2 separate regions of the Mus musculus genome follow, and region 1 is linked to region 2. Evidence: chromatin contacts called from public HiChIP or PLAC-seq data. All regions are on one chromosome and are shown on one strand. Each heading gives the region's core, a stretch centred on a gene start, on an enhancer-like site or on the middle of the called end of the contact. The rest is flanking DNA. Distances are from core to core; before and after follow the strand shown.

What was found. HiChIP or PLAC-seq counts read pairs in DNA pulled down with a chosen protein or histone mark.
Region 1: a contact with region 2 is called in an H3K27ac HiChIP or PLAC-seq map of embryonic stem cells, with 6 times the contacts expected there. The contact joins the promoter of 9530091C08Rik here to the promoter of M5C1000I18Rik in region 2. A contact is called at or near these places in 2 of 39 promoter capture datasets (the 3T3-L1 cell line and cranial neural crest), 2 of 115 datasets of contacts at active chromatin or transcription factors (both in embryonic stem cells) and 1 of 9 other capture datasets (embryonic stem cells).

What each region holds. Positions count from the first base shown.
Region 1 is chr9:68,763,899-68,770,544 of GRCm38.p6, reverse strand. It overlaps 9530091C08Rik (RIKEN cDNA 9530091C08 gene), which reads right to left and starts at 5,199. Exons shown (of 1, transcript NR_033299.1): 1 at 1-5,199. The region is part of intron 1 of Rora (RAR-related orphan receptor alpha); the gene reads right to left.
Region 2 is chr9:67,755,934-67,762,051 of GRCm38.p6, reverse strand. It overlaps M5C1000I18Rik (RIKEN cDNA M5C1000I18 gene), which reads left to right and starts at 1,822. Exons shown (of 2, transcript NR_153961.1): 1 at 1,822-2,904; 2 at 3,009-3,339. It overlaps C2cd4b (C2 calcium-dependent domain containing 4B), which reads right to left and starts at 2,615. Exons shown (of 2, transcript NM_001081314.2): 1 at 2,536-2,615; 2 at 1,119-2,368. The coding sequence starts at 2,328. The coding sequence ends at 1,306.

The DNA.
Region 1 (6,646 bases), core at 3,950-6,449, 1.0 Mb before region 2:
ATTATTTCTATTATACTAATTAATTATCTTAAGAGTGAGAAGGAGTGAGTGTTTGGCTCTATTTGCTACAGCACGCTTGTGGAGGCCAGAGGACAACTAGCAGAAGTTCTCTTCCTTCCACCCTGTGTATGGGTCTCTCCTAGGGATTGAACTCGGGCCGCCAGGCTTGGCAGCAAGCGTCTATACCTACTGAGTCATCTTGTTGGCCCAAAGATGTACATTTTAACAGTGTTGACTTGGTAAGAGAAAGAGATGCATGCGCTATGGCCATACAGCTGTGATGAAAATGGCATTAGCAGGAAGAGAGAGTATAGGGAAATGTAATGAATAGGCATGGGTGAGAGAGAAACCCCAACCCTCCAGGCAGCCCTATCACCTCACTGTGGACCTCACTTTAGGACTCAGGTAGAGACAACACAATCTTGGAGCTGGATAGTTGCTCCACTGACTTAAAACAGGGCCCACTTTATCCTGGAAGAAAGTTGAGTTGAAGGACCCCGTGCTCCACTTTCTCCTAGGTACCAGACAAAGACACTTATCTATCATAGATACTCTGGTCTAGGATGGAGCAGGCAGAGTGGAGAACATGTAGCCCAGACATGATGCTCATTCTGTGGAGGGGAAAAGCCAAGACCTAAAAAGCTAAGCTAGTTAGTTCCCTGGGCATCAGCAGCTGGGATCTGCAGCTCTGACTGAGGCCCCACCCCAGCCCTCAAACACTGCATAAAGCCAAGGGGGAAGCAGGGAGTTCCCTAAGCATTTGTAAACAGAAAAGATATAACCAAGCTGTTCCTTGGTTCCCAGGAGCACGAAGGTCTTATGTGATCAATGCTTCTGGAATTGCAAGGTGTCCAGGTGGGGAGGTTCATTTACCCCCTGTCTGGCAGAGGCTCACTTAAGGGAGTGATTTCTTCTCATCTAGCCCATTATTCAGAGCGAGCTGCCTCCTGGTGCGCTGTCAAAATACATCAGCTTCAAAGACAAACACACACCTTTCCATCTGAGGCCAAGATAGTTTACTGTATAATTTATGATAATGTTAAGCCCGATTCTCAGAAATGGTAATGGGGCCACTTTCTTTTTACTTTTTCATAGATGGGTAATTCTCAGAAAGGCAGTTGAATGTGAAAAGTTGCCTCTTTTTAAAAAAAAAAAAAACAACACAAACTGCCTGTGCCCACAAATCTGATTAGAACAAAACAGAACTCCAGTGGATTGCAGGCACGAGAAGTTCCATGAATGACAGGAAGCAAATCCTAAGAAGAAGCCATCTAAGAAGTCTGCTCAAATAACTGGTAGTGCCCTGTGCTTTGGTTAGGTCCCCACTCACAGGCTTGTTTATATCTTAGTGCATGGATATGAATAAAGAGACATTTGTCTTCCTTCACCCAGGTCCTTTTGGCTCTTATTAGTCTGAATGTACTGTCTTTTTTAATTTGTTATGTATTCTGTGGTGAGTGTACATGTGTACTAGCCATGGGTGTCCATGATGGAGGACAGAAGACAGATTGGAATTCCTGCAGCTGGACTTACCAGATGGGTTAAGATGTGAGCCCCACAGTGTGGAAGCTAGGAACTGAACACAAGTCCTTTGGAAGAACACTTAGTACTCTTAACTGCCGAGTCATCTCTCTAGGCCCTGTCTATTCATCTCAATATAATACAGTATGCCTTGGGTATTTCCCGAAGCAAATTCTCTCCTACTAAAAATACTTCACCATCCAGCAGTCAACCTTTTACTCATTTTGAGACATTTCAAACTTTGATTTGAAACAGAAATGCCTCCGTTGCCTCTTTTGTCCTCTATAGAATTGTTTTGACTGCTAAACGCGTTTGAGGAACTCGCTCCCAGACTTCGGGAAGTTGGGTTTTAGAATCACTTGACTCTTTCAAAGTCAATAGTTGATAAAAGGAAAACAGTCAAGAGTTGTAGTTACACTGTGGTGCTGGGGCTTCTGAAATTCCAAGCGCTCTATTTTGAAGTCTCCCGCTCATCAAAGGAAGTATGGAAGCATTCCAAATCTAACCTGCTGTAAAATACAATATCAGTAAATCCATTTGAATGTAAAAAGATTTCAAAAGTCTAAAATGAAGCAGCTGGAAAAACAGACAAAGGAAACCTTCCTGTCTTCCTAGAAACAGCCGGGCTCTAGTCTCTTCTGCTTGATAACCATAAAACCTCCTTCATTGTTTCTTCAAGCACTCATTTTCTCATTCAATAAAGACACTGTAACTTTGAGGTTAAGGAACCAGGCTGGGCACACACTAGAATACAGTCTCTCCTCTCAACGAGCCCAGAGCGAAGGGGAGAGAAGGCAGTGCCAATCATCCTACAGTGTGTGTAGTGTTAGCATAACCCTACAGGAGATAAACAGATGCTGTGGATGGAGTGAGGAACAGGGTGTAGGTGGAAAGGGTGATGTTTCTTGTGAGCCAGGACTCCAGTCCCGTTTCCTCCTTAAGAAAGAGCCCCATGAACCGAAAGCCCAGAGAATCTGACAGCGATTATTTTTCATGGTGAGATCTGGGAAGCCATGGGATAATGAGTGTGTTCTTTTGTGCTTCTGGCTCTTAGGAAAAATAGCTAAACAGTTTGGAGCAGACCTTTCAAAATTCCTCTCAGATAAGTTTCTCAATCTCGTTTGTACTTTTTTGAGGACTTAAAATGGAACAGCTCTGTAACTCCATTGCACAGATGCCGGAATCTAGGCACAGAGGTGGGGGATGGGGTGGGGTGAGCAGTGGTGGGCTCAGGGAAGGCTTTGTAGAGGGAGAGCCTAGAGAGATGTCATTAGGAACGAACAGCTGGAATGCCAGGGGTAAAGGTGGAGAGAAGCCACCCCTTCCATCACCTCTGAAGTGGCACTACCTTTGCAGAAGAAGGCAGAAGGAATGGTTTGCTCTGTTTTTCTTTTCCTTTTTTTTTTTTCACATATAAAATCAAGTCAGAAAGAAGTCAGATTGCATTAAAAATTTTCAAAGTACGTTTTTGTTGGTTTTAGTTTTCTGAGACAGGGTTTCTCTGTATAAGTCTCACTGTCCTGAAACTCTTTCTCTCTAGAACAGGTTAGCCTCGAACTCAGTGATTTTCCGGCCTCTGTCTCCTGAGTGATGGGGTTAAAGGCATGACTACCTGGCTCTAAATGCATTTGGAAATGCCTAAGGCGGAGAGGTCAGGTCTTAAGGCTCACCTCACCTCTTCCTTCCTGTGAAATGAGGGCAATACTTCACCAGCTTACCAATACTTCACCAGCTTACCAATACTTCACCAGCTTACCAATAACATGAAGTTAAGGTGCAAGAGGAAAAGAAAAGAAAAAAAAAAGACTAATACATGAGGGTTTGGGATCTTGGAGGATGATTTAAAGACAAGGTGTTGGCATAAGTCCTACATTTGATTCAGATAATTCAGAAGAGTTTTGTGGAGTGATCTACATAAACAAAGAAACAGAGGCAGGGATGACTCGCCCAAGGACAGGATGGCTTCTCAAAAGTATTCTACAGGTAACGGTTGATCAGGATGTGTCACAGCGCATTCGTATGTGCTTGTATATGTGGGTGGATGCATATGCATGCATGGATGCATGTGCATGTTTGTAAGTGTGTATGTGTATGTGGGCTAAGGAATGGTATACTGGCTGCTTTTGTGTGTCAATTTGACACAGCTGGAGTTAGAGAAAGGAGCTTCAGCTGGGGAAGTGCCTCCATGAGATCCAGCTGTGGGGCATTTTCTTAATTAGTGACCAAGGGGTGAGCATCCCTTGTGGGTGGTACCATCTCTGGGCTGGTAGTCTTGGGTTCTATAAGAAAGCAAGCTGATCAAGCCAGGGGAAGCAAGCAAGCCAGTAAGTAACATCCCTCCATGGCCTCTGCATCAGCTCCTGCTTCCTGACCTGCTTGAGTTCCAGTCCTGACTTCCTTTGGTGATGAACAGCAGTATGGAAGTGTAAGCCGAATAAACCCTTTCCTCCCCAACTTGCTTCTTAGTCATGATGTTTGCGCAGAAATAGAAACCCTGACTAAGACAAATGGGTTCAAAGCCAGTGAAAATTAAAGGATGACTGGGATGGCAGCCTAGCAGGTATGAGGTCCTGGGTTCACTCCCCTAGAACTGAAAAAAAAAAATCAAACTAATTCTGTCTCTTCCTGTATCCATCACAGTTCATTCTCACGGGTGACATCGATGGCAGCAGGAAGCCAGAGTGCCAGAACTGAAGTTGGTGACTCACATGCCTGGTGTGCTGGCTCTGAGGATATAAAGATACAGTGACAGCCAATGTGTGAAGCAAGAAGCTATAGCTCTGTGGAGGAGACCAACATCCACTCACTGGACAGCTCAAGAGAAGGGGCAAAGTCAACAGAAAGAGGGGTACAAATGAAAGGGGTGCCTGATGGTGAGGGACAGGAGTTCTGTGAAGCCGAGGTGATGGGTAAAGTATGAGAGGAAGCACGATGAATCGGGAGAAGAGAAAAGTCAGTGTGGACAGCCATGTGCACACAACAAAGCCCATCAGAATCACTGGGAGGAAAACCTCCTGAGGCCAAGTGTACCTATTTTGATTTGGAAGTGGTTAGGCATGGGGTTATGCTGATGTTATCCTATGTCAAAATCCTTAAGCTACAGTCTTAAGATTTAAGTAGCTTACTGTCTTCTTAAAAAAATGTATTTATTTTTATTATATGTATATTAGTGTTTGCCTACATGTATGCATATGTGCTGTGGACATGCAGTAACTGCAGAGGCCAGAAGAGGGCATCAGATCACCTGGGACTGGAGTTACAGATGGCTGTGAGCCCCCATGCTCAATCTTAGCCACGGAGCTACCTTTCCAGCCCTGTACTACCATCTTGAATCAAAGCTAAATGTGGGCTCCATCTTCCACCAATCAAGTCAGACTTTGACAGGTACTCAGTGGAGAAGGTCATTGTTGCAGGAAAAGATTGTTTTGATTGTCATTTGTTTTGTTTTAAATCTGCCCATTTAAAGGTTATACGTCGTCATGTGTGTATTTGTTTGTGTGTGTGTGTGTGTGTGTGTGTGTGTGTGTGTCTTATGCATGCAACTGCACATTCACATATGCACATACACTTGTGTATGGAAGCCAAAGGTCAACCTTGCCATCCTCAGTCATTTTCTACTTTGTTTTGTTGTTGTTCATTCATTTGTTTGTTTGTTTGTGAAGAAACAAAGTCTCTTGATTTTACCAGGGATCCCCCAGTTGAGCCGGCCTGTCTGATCCGTGAGCTCCAGGATCCATATGTTTCCACTTCCCTGGTGCACACCACCACATCTGACTTAACTGTGGGTTCTGGGGAGGGCTTCAAACTCATGTCTTCATGCTCATGAGGCAAGCGTTGTTTCAACCGAGCCAACTCCCTAGGCCCTAAAGCATTATATTTTATGATCTAGTAAAGCGATTGAATAAAAATAACTAAGATATAATGAAGGGTTTGTTAGTGCTCTTAAAAAATATCATTGTCTCTAATCCCTCAGGTTATGAAGTAAAATAAACTAAGTCACAGCCACGCTATTCTAGAAGAGGGAACTTGGGTTTAGAGAGGTCCCTCTCTTGCCCCAGGGTAGAGTGCTAGCAGGAGGCAGAGCTGAGGGCTGTATGCAGTGCAGGGATGTGCTTAGCTCCTGAGAGAGATTCAGACAGCATCCTTTCTGAAGGGAAATTACAAAAATACCATCCCATAACTTTGGAAGCCCACTCCCCCACTGTGATTCAGGCTCTAACAATGTCTAAAAGACAGAGCCTCTGCTGCTACAGGGACAATTTCTGCAACCCAGAAAGTCCGAAGTCAGCAATGATTAAATTGCCCCTTGAAACACTTAGCCACTCACACGTCTCTTTGTCTTTGGGGTCTCATCTCAGCAATTCGTTTCGGCTTCCATGTGCACCAGAACCTCAAATCTGTCATGCTGAGGATGAGAGGAGATACACTCCTAACAAGACCCTGGGCAGGGCTGGGGCTGCCCGCTGTCCTGACTTCCAAGGAGCCACATTCTTCACGAGCAGGTAACGAAGCTCATAGGAGCGAAAGGAAACCGTACAAAAGCAGAAAATGACAATTCAGAACCTGAGACCATAGAGTGACGGCATTAAAGGAAGCCCTCAAAGCCCTCAGCAATGTAGCTGACAACAGAGAAAGGATGACGCCTGATAAAAAGGCCCAAGTAGATGTTATAATAAGGACCCCTATATACATACCACAGGCTATAAAATTATGGTAGCATTAAAAGTGATAATATCATAATACCATCATGCCTGTGTATATGAGATCCTGAGCAATATAAGATGGGTCGCTTCAGCATACAGCTAATACTGCCTAGAAACACCAGGGAAATAAGAACCACATGTAAGAGGAAAAATATTTGCTTGGTATTTCTGGATCACCTCTCTTGCTGTTTGCAAGAGAGTAACCAGGGTTTCCGGCTGGCGGCTCAGCAGTTCTGTGCCCTCGGAGAACTCCGGTCTCTCTCCAGCCAGCCTCTGCTGCTGTGGCTGGAAAGTTAGTGTGATATTGCTCCCTCTTATTCTTCATTTCCCTGCTCTGTGCTGATGGTCCTACAATGGGCAATGGGGGAGGGGCTCGGTTCCACTGTGGGGAAGAGCAGGAACTAGGTACAGCTTCTAAGGGA
Region 2 (6,118 bases), core at 573-3,072:
GCTAGAGAGATGACTCAGTAGTTAAGAGAACAGACTGCTCTTCCTGAAGACCTGTGTTCAATTCCCAGCACCCATGCGGCAGCTCACAGCTGTCTGTAACTCCAGGATCTGACACTCTGGCACAGATATACATGCTGACAAAACACCAATGCACATTAAAAAAAAAGTGAACAAGAAAATAAAAACTTCTTAGAACCTCTTAGAACCCACAGCTCAAGAAATAGACAACTGATTTTAACTCATCTAGGAAATCCTACTGAAAAAACTAATCACTGTGTAACTGAAACACAGCTGAATGGGAACAAGGCCACAAAACCAGCTTGTTTACAGAGGCCACAAAGATCCCCCCCAGGAAGAAACAAAAGGAATGCCCACCCCCACCATCACCTTGAACTCCTATTTTCTTCCTTTACCTCTGCTCGCACAATATATGAAGAATTCTCTTTCAAAAGGGTTCTATTTCTTCTCAGAGGGGATTCTCTTCACCAACGCCATTGTACTAGAAGAGAGTTCTATGTGCATTATATGTGCATTGAAGGGAGAGTGGAAATTACACCACCTAACTCTGTAAAAACATTGTAATAGATCTGTCTGGAATGATGTTGAAAACATTATCACAATATCGTGTGTGCACAATTGCCCTCAGAGGTCAAGTTACAACCTCTGATGTTGTTCAATTGTCATCCACCTTATTCTTTGGGACAGGGTCTCCCATTGGTCACCAATAAGGCTAGACTGGAGAGTTATCAAACACCAAGGATGTAGCTGCTTGTCTATCCCTCTCCAGCCTTGCGCTTACAATTGTGTATCACCGGCCTCAGCTTTTTAAAGATAGGTTTACCAGGACAGGATTCAGTACATCTCGCCTGCATGGCAAGCACTTCACCAGTGAATGAACCTTCCTTCCAGTGGGGAAAAGCAAGCATGTGAGTGTGCTTCTGTTCTTATTCTTCCACTCTGGGGTAAATACGTTCTTTACGTTGTTGGTTTTCCCTTTTTACTATTAAAATGGTCTGGAAAAGGAGCAGATACTGTAAATAGACGGGGGGGGGGGCATTACTTTTCCTTTTGCTTCCAAAAAGCGATCAGAAAAGTGAAAAAACATCAATGCTGCAAGATTATAGATAGAAAAATAAATAACTTTTATTTTGTACAAAAGGGAAAGTGCACCAGAGCCAAAAGGCTGTTGTGTGTGTCCCGGGGATAAGCCACTGTCAAGAGGCCTTGAGTATCTGAGGGCCAAGAGTCTCTGTGCATCTCAAGGCGACTCAACCTTAAATGTCCAGAGCACCAGGGAAGCCGCGCTCATAGCAGTAGCAGAGAGCCCAGCAGCAGCTCGCCCTGGCCCAGCGGTCGTCCGCGCTCCAGCCCGCGGCCCTTGCTCTCCGCCTTGATGCGCACGGCCAGGCGGCGCAGCTGCTCCTCCGGGAGCCGATCGAAGCAGCAGTCCTGGTCCAGGGCGGCCTTGCGGCTGCGGCGGACCACACTGGCGCGCTGCTGGCCCGACGGCCTCAGCACCAGGCTGAGGCGGCAGCCCAGGGCGCGGGGCTCCAGCGCGGCGGCCGGGCCCTCAGCGCGCAGCAGGCGGAGGCGGAGGCAGGCGCTGCGCGGACAGTACTCGGCCGCCAGGCGCAGCGTGCAACCCCCGCGGCCCAGAGCCACGCTGGCTTCAGCTTGCAGGCGCTCGGGATCCGGGCTGCTGGGGACCGGGGGCGCGCAGGAAGCGGCGCGCTCGTGCTCGTCGCCGCGGGGCGCGGGGCGCGCGCTGGCCCGGCCGCGGGGAGCCCGCAGCGCGCGGCTCAACAGACCATCGGGGGCGCGGAGGAGGCGGCGCATACGGGGCACTGGAGCGGCTGGTGGGGTTTTGTCCAGGTCGCGCGGGGCGCCGAGCTCAGAGTCCGATGCTCGGCGCGGACTCGCGTAGGTGTGCGCACGGTGGCAAAGTCCCAGCCTGGGGGTGCCGGGGTGGCCGAGGAAGAGCGACTCCTTCCGGCGCGTGTGCGGGCTCTCGAGCAGCGCGCAGAAGCCGTAAACGGTGCGCGCGCGGGGCAGGTGCGGCAGCGAGAGCGCAGCCTGGGAGCGCGGGTCCCAGTCGGTGCGACCCGCGCAGTCTTCGTCACTGTCTTCGCGGTCGTCAGGGATGCGCGGCCACAGGTCCGGTTCGGCCGCGCAGCGCCAAGGCAGTGCGGCAGCGGGAAGCGGTGATTCGAGAGCGCCGGGGACCTGCAGCCGCGGGGGGATGCAGAACTCTGGGATGCGGCCCGGGGTGAGCACGTTGGAGAAGGCAGGCTCAGGAGTGGAGGAGCGAAGTCGACCGAGAAGCTTCATCCTTCTAGCTTATGCCCGAGCGTGGCGGATACACGAGCGTCTGCAACACAGAGAAAAACTGTTGAATTTGGGCTCCTGAAGTCCAGTGGATCCCTTCTTTGACCCTCTGGAAGTACCCACAAATCTAGGGCTCCGGGTCAGCACGAATCAACCTTTGGAGCATCCTCATGGTAACAAACTATATACATGAATATATAGAAATCAGACCTTTTCTTCTTCAGTCTCGCTGGGTCCGACTAGTCGCAGGAACGAAGCAGGTGACGTGTAGTTCACAGCTAGGGCTCCACCTTCAGCACTGCAGCTGTGACAGTGGCGCTCCAAACTTATACCTTAGTGGAAGTCACGCCCAGGCTCCAAGAGGCCAATCCGAAGAGGTAACAGACCGAACCCGCCTTTCAGCCGTCCCTTCCCACTAAATCTCCAGCTGCTAGCTGTATAGGTGTCGCAGGAGCTGGCTCTGGGACTTACATTGGCTGTCCCTTTGCTGGAGCGCCATTTACAGATGAGTAAAGGGCATCCTGTCACCATGCGAAAGAGAATTTGGTAGTTCAAAGTGTTTGTGGCCTCTCAGAGAAGGTGAGGAAGGAGGAAGAAACGTGAAGTTGAATTTAGCAACTAAGTAAATCCGATCCTTCCACTGGGCACCTGACTCATAAGCTCCCCTGGGTTCTATTTTTCAGGATGCATACCTGTTTCCAAGCACAGACTAAACTTGGCATGTCCGTTTAGGATGGGGTTATGTGCAGAACGTTTTGCGAAATTGAAAACGCATTAGTCCGCCTACGTTTAACATATCCAGACTGCTTGGATTCGACACTGGACTAAAAGGTTGGAGTAAAGTGGTTGCATTCACTTTAATTCAAAAATCGTAGATACTGACTAAGTCCCGGGTCAGCAGCTTAGTTAGCCTCTGTCTCCCTCTGCTGGACTGTCCTTGATATCACCATGGTCTGGGCTACCTGATGCCCTAAGTACTGGTGATTTGGGTAAATAAATAAAGTGCAAAATCCTATGAATGACTTGGGGGGAGATTTTGGGCAGATCCCTAAAAATACTTGATTTTCCAAAATTACCCTTTTCTTTCTGCCCTAGCCAAACCTATCCAGAGGCAGGGGGTTGGGGTGATGGGGAAGTGGAGGTCGGTGGGGATAGACAGGGGGACCTTACAGTTAATCCAAAGACACTCTTATTTTCTGAGATAAAGATGAAATGAGGCCGGCATGGTGGCGCATGCCTTTAATCCCAGCACTCGGGAGGCAGAGGCAGGTGGATTTCTGAGTTCAAGGCCAGCCTGGTCTACAAAGTGAGTTCCAGGACAGCCAGGGCTATACAGAGAAACCCTGTCTCAAAAAACCAAAGTAATAACAATAATAATAATAAAAGAAAGATGAAATGAGGGTTTGGGGAAGCTCCACGAAGGCTAAAGAGAGCCTCTTAGTATGGAGATCTGCTCTGTGTCTGCCATGTGCTACTTCCCGGGGCTGAAATGCCTCTTCTTTGTTTTGTGTCTTCTAAGGGGGTGGGAAATTATGAATGACCCCCAGGACTCACACACAGCAAACAAATACTGCTACTGAATCACATCCCCAGACCTACTGAGTTATTTTGAGAGAGGTCCTTGCTAAGGTGCCCAGGCTGTCCTTGAATTCAGTGTAACCCAGGCAGGCTTTGAACTTGCAGTCCTTCCTGAGTGCTGGAAATACCGGCAGAGGCCACCAGACACAGCTGACTTTTAACTTTCTGTATGCATCAGCCCTGACAGGAACTGTTGGGACCCTGCAAGCCTCAAGAGGGGCAGGGGAAAGATCCATGCAAGAAAAAGACTGAAACTTGAGTCAGCACCACCTTTGAAAGTGGAAGAGTTTGACCCCAGGGTTGATTTTTATCTTACGTTTTAAATACAGTAAAATGTTGGAGAAAGGTTTCCGGGTGACATTTAGAACAAAGCTTTAGGCATAGTGACATAGGAACTCCCTAGCAAAGTAGGAAAGCGCCTGTGACCTTTACGATAGGAATGGGTTCTGTTGACTGCTGACCAGTGCTCCTGGCTAGGGGCTAAGGAGTAAGGATGTATACTCGGCTTAAGGATGGAATCTATTGGTAGATGATGCAAAGTACATGGGACCTCCTTCAGGAGGAAGGGTTCTATTTGCTGAGACAAAGCTCGGGACTAAGGGGAATCAGAAAAGCTGGCTCCCTAGAATAGTAAAAAAAAAAAAAAAAAAAAAAAAAAAAATCACCAGGTTGTCAGCCACCATCCACTCCCCCCTTCTGGGTGACCAGGCATCAGTAATCATCCTTTGGAGTCTGGTTTTTCCAGTGGTTTCTTTAAGCTTTCCATGACCTAATTCCCTGTCTGCAGTTCGTCTCCCTCCCGCCAAGCAGTCTATAGACCGCTGTTATATTTCTCATGATACTTTGGAAATTTTGATTGGCAGCTTTTTCTTGCCTAATAGAGTTTCCTAGTACATAAGTCACAGAGTTCCTTGAGACACCATTATGTGTCATGAGTTTTAGAAACATAAATGAATAGTAAAAGTCTGGATGGGAGGAGGAAATGAGAAGAACAAAGGCACCGCTATGAGTGTATTTATGATCCAATAAAATCCCTGTGGTAGAGCCCCAAATTGCCTTCATTCCAGTTACCTTGTCTAGGTCATTAACCTACCATCTTACTCAGTCCCCCCCACCCTTCAATTCCAGCACCAGGGATACAATCTTCGGCAAATACTAAGGTCTCAGTCAATATTTGATGAGTTATATTGTGTTACATTGATAGTAATCTACCATCCAGTTCTTATGACTGTCAGGTGCTTCCAACCACCTATCTCACTAGCCAGCTACATTATTTGATTTCTCATAATAAACCAGTGAGGCAGATGTCTCTGTTTGCCTGATGGGAAACTGAGGTGCACACAAGAGACCTTTCGTAGGGTCATTCAGACTGAACTAGGCCACAGCTGCTGAGTCTTTTCTTGCTAATTTCTGATCATTTCCTTCCTAACTAAGGTATTGTGTGTGACTTATCTGAAACCCAGAATTTCATTTGTTTGCTTGCTTGCTTTTGAGACAGGCCCAGGCTGGCCTTGGGTTTGTGTGATCCTCCTGCCTCAGCTAGCTGCCTGAATGCTGGAATTATAGACTGTGCCACCACGCTTTGGAACAATGTTTGTTCTTAAAACACCTGGGTCTACTTTTGTGTATTTTCTACTATCCTTATGTTGGAAATAACCCATTGTGTCAAGATCCTTAAATATGAGGAAAAGTGAAATTTCTGTCTGTATAAATAACATTCTTAATCACATTTCTCTAGTAGATTTGTTTGTGATTGGACAAGTATTGATCCATATGGATCCACCAGGGCCAGGGAACAGTAACATCCAGCTAAAGCCAAATTCACGTAGAGGTGATCTTGGGGGTCTCTGACCATCTGATTCCCCAATTCAGCAGGTCAGTCGGCTGAAGAGCCGTTGTTGAAGGGCCTTCTCTAAGGCAGAAAGCACCCTGGAAGCGTGTGCTAGGGTGGAATGGCAGAACTATGTAATAAGTGTGGATCCAGTGCCCTTTGTCTCCCTTGAGGAGGTACAACATTGTTCCTAACCTTCTTAAAAGCATCTTTACAGTAACTATCTAGACTAATTTGTGGTTACGTTTTAGCAACCATTAGACATTCTCCTTTGATGTCAGATATTTTTCTCCTTCACATTGGTACAATGTACATAGAACCCTTAATCATTTTTGCAAACATTATATTTATTTAATCCTTGAGATAATAATGGAAATCTAATAC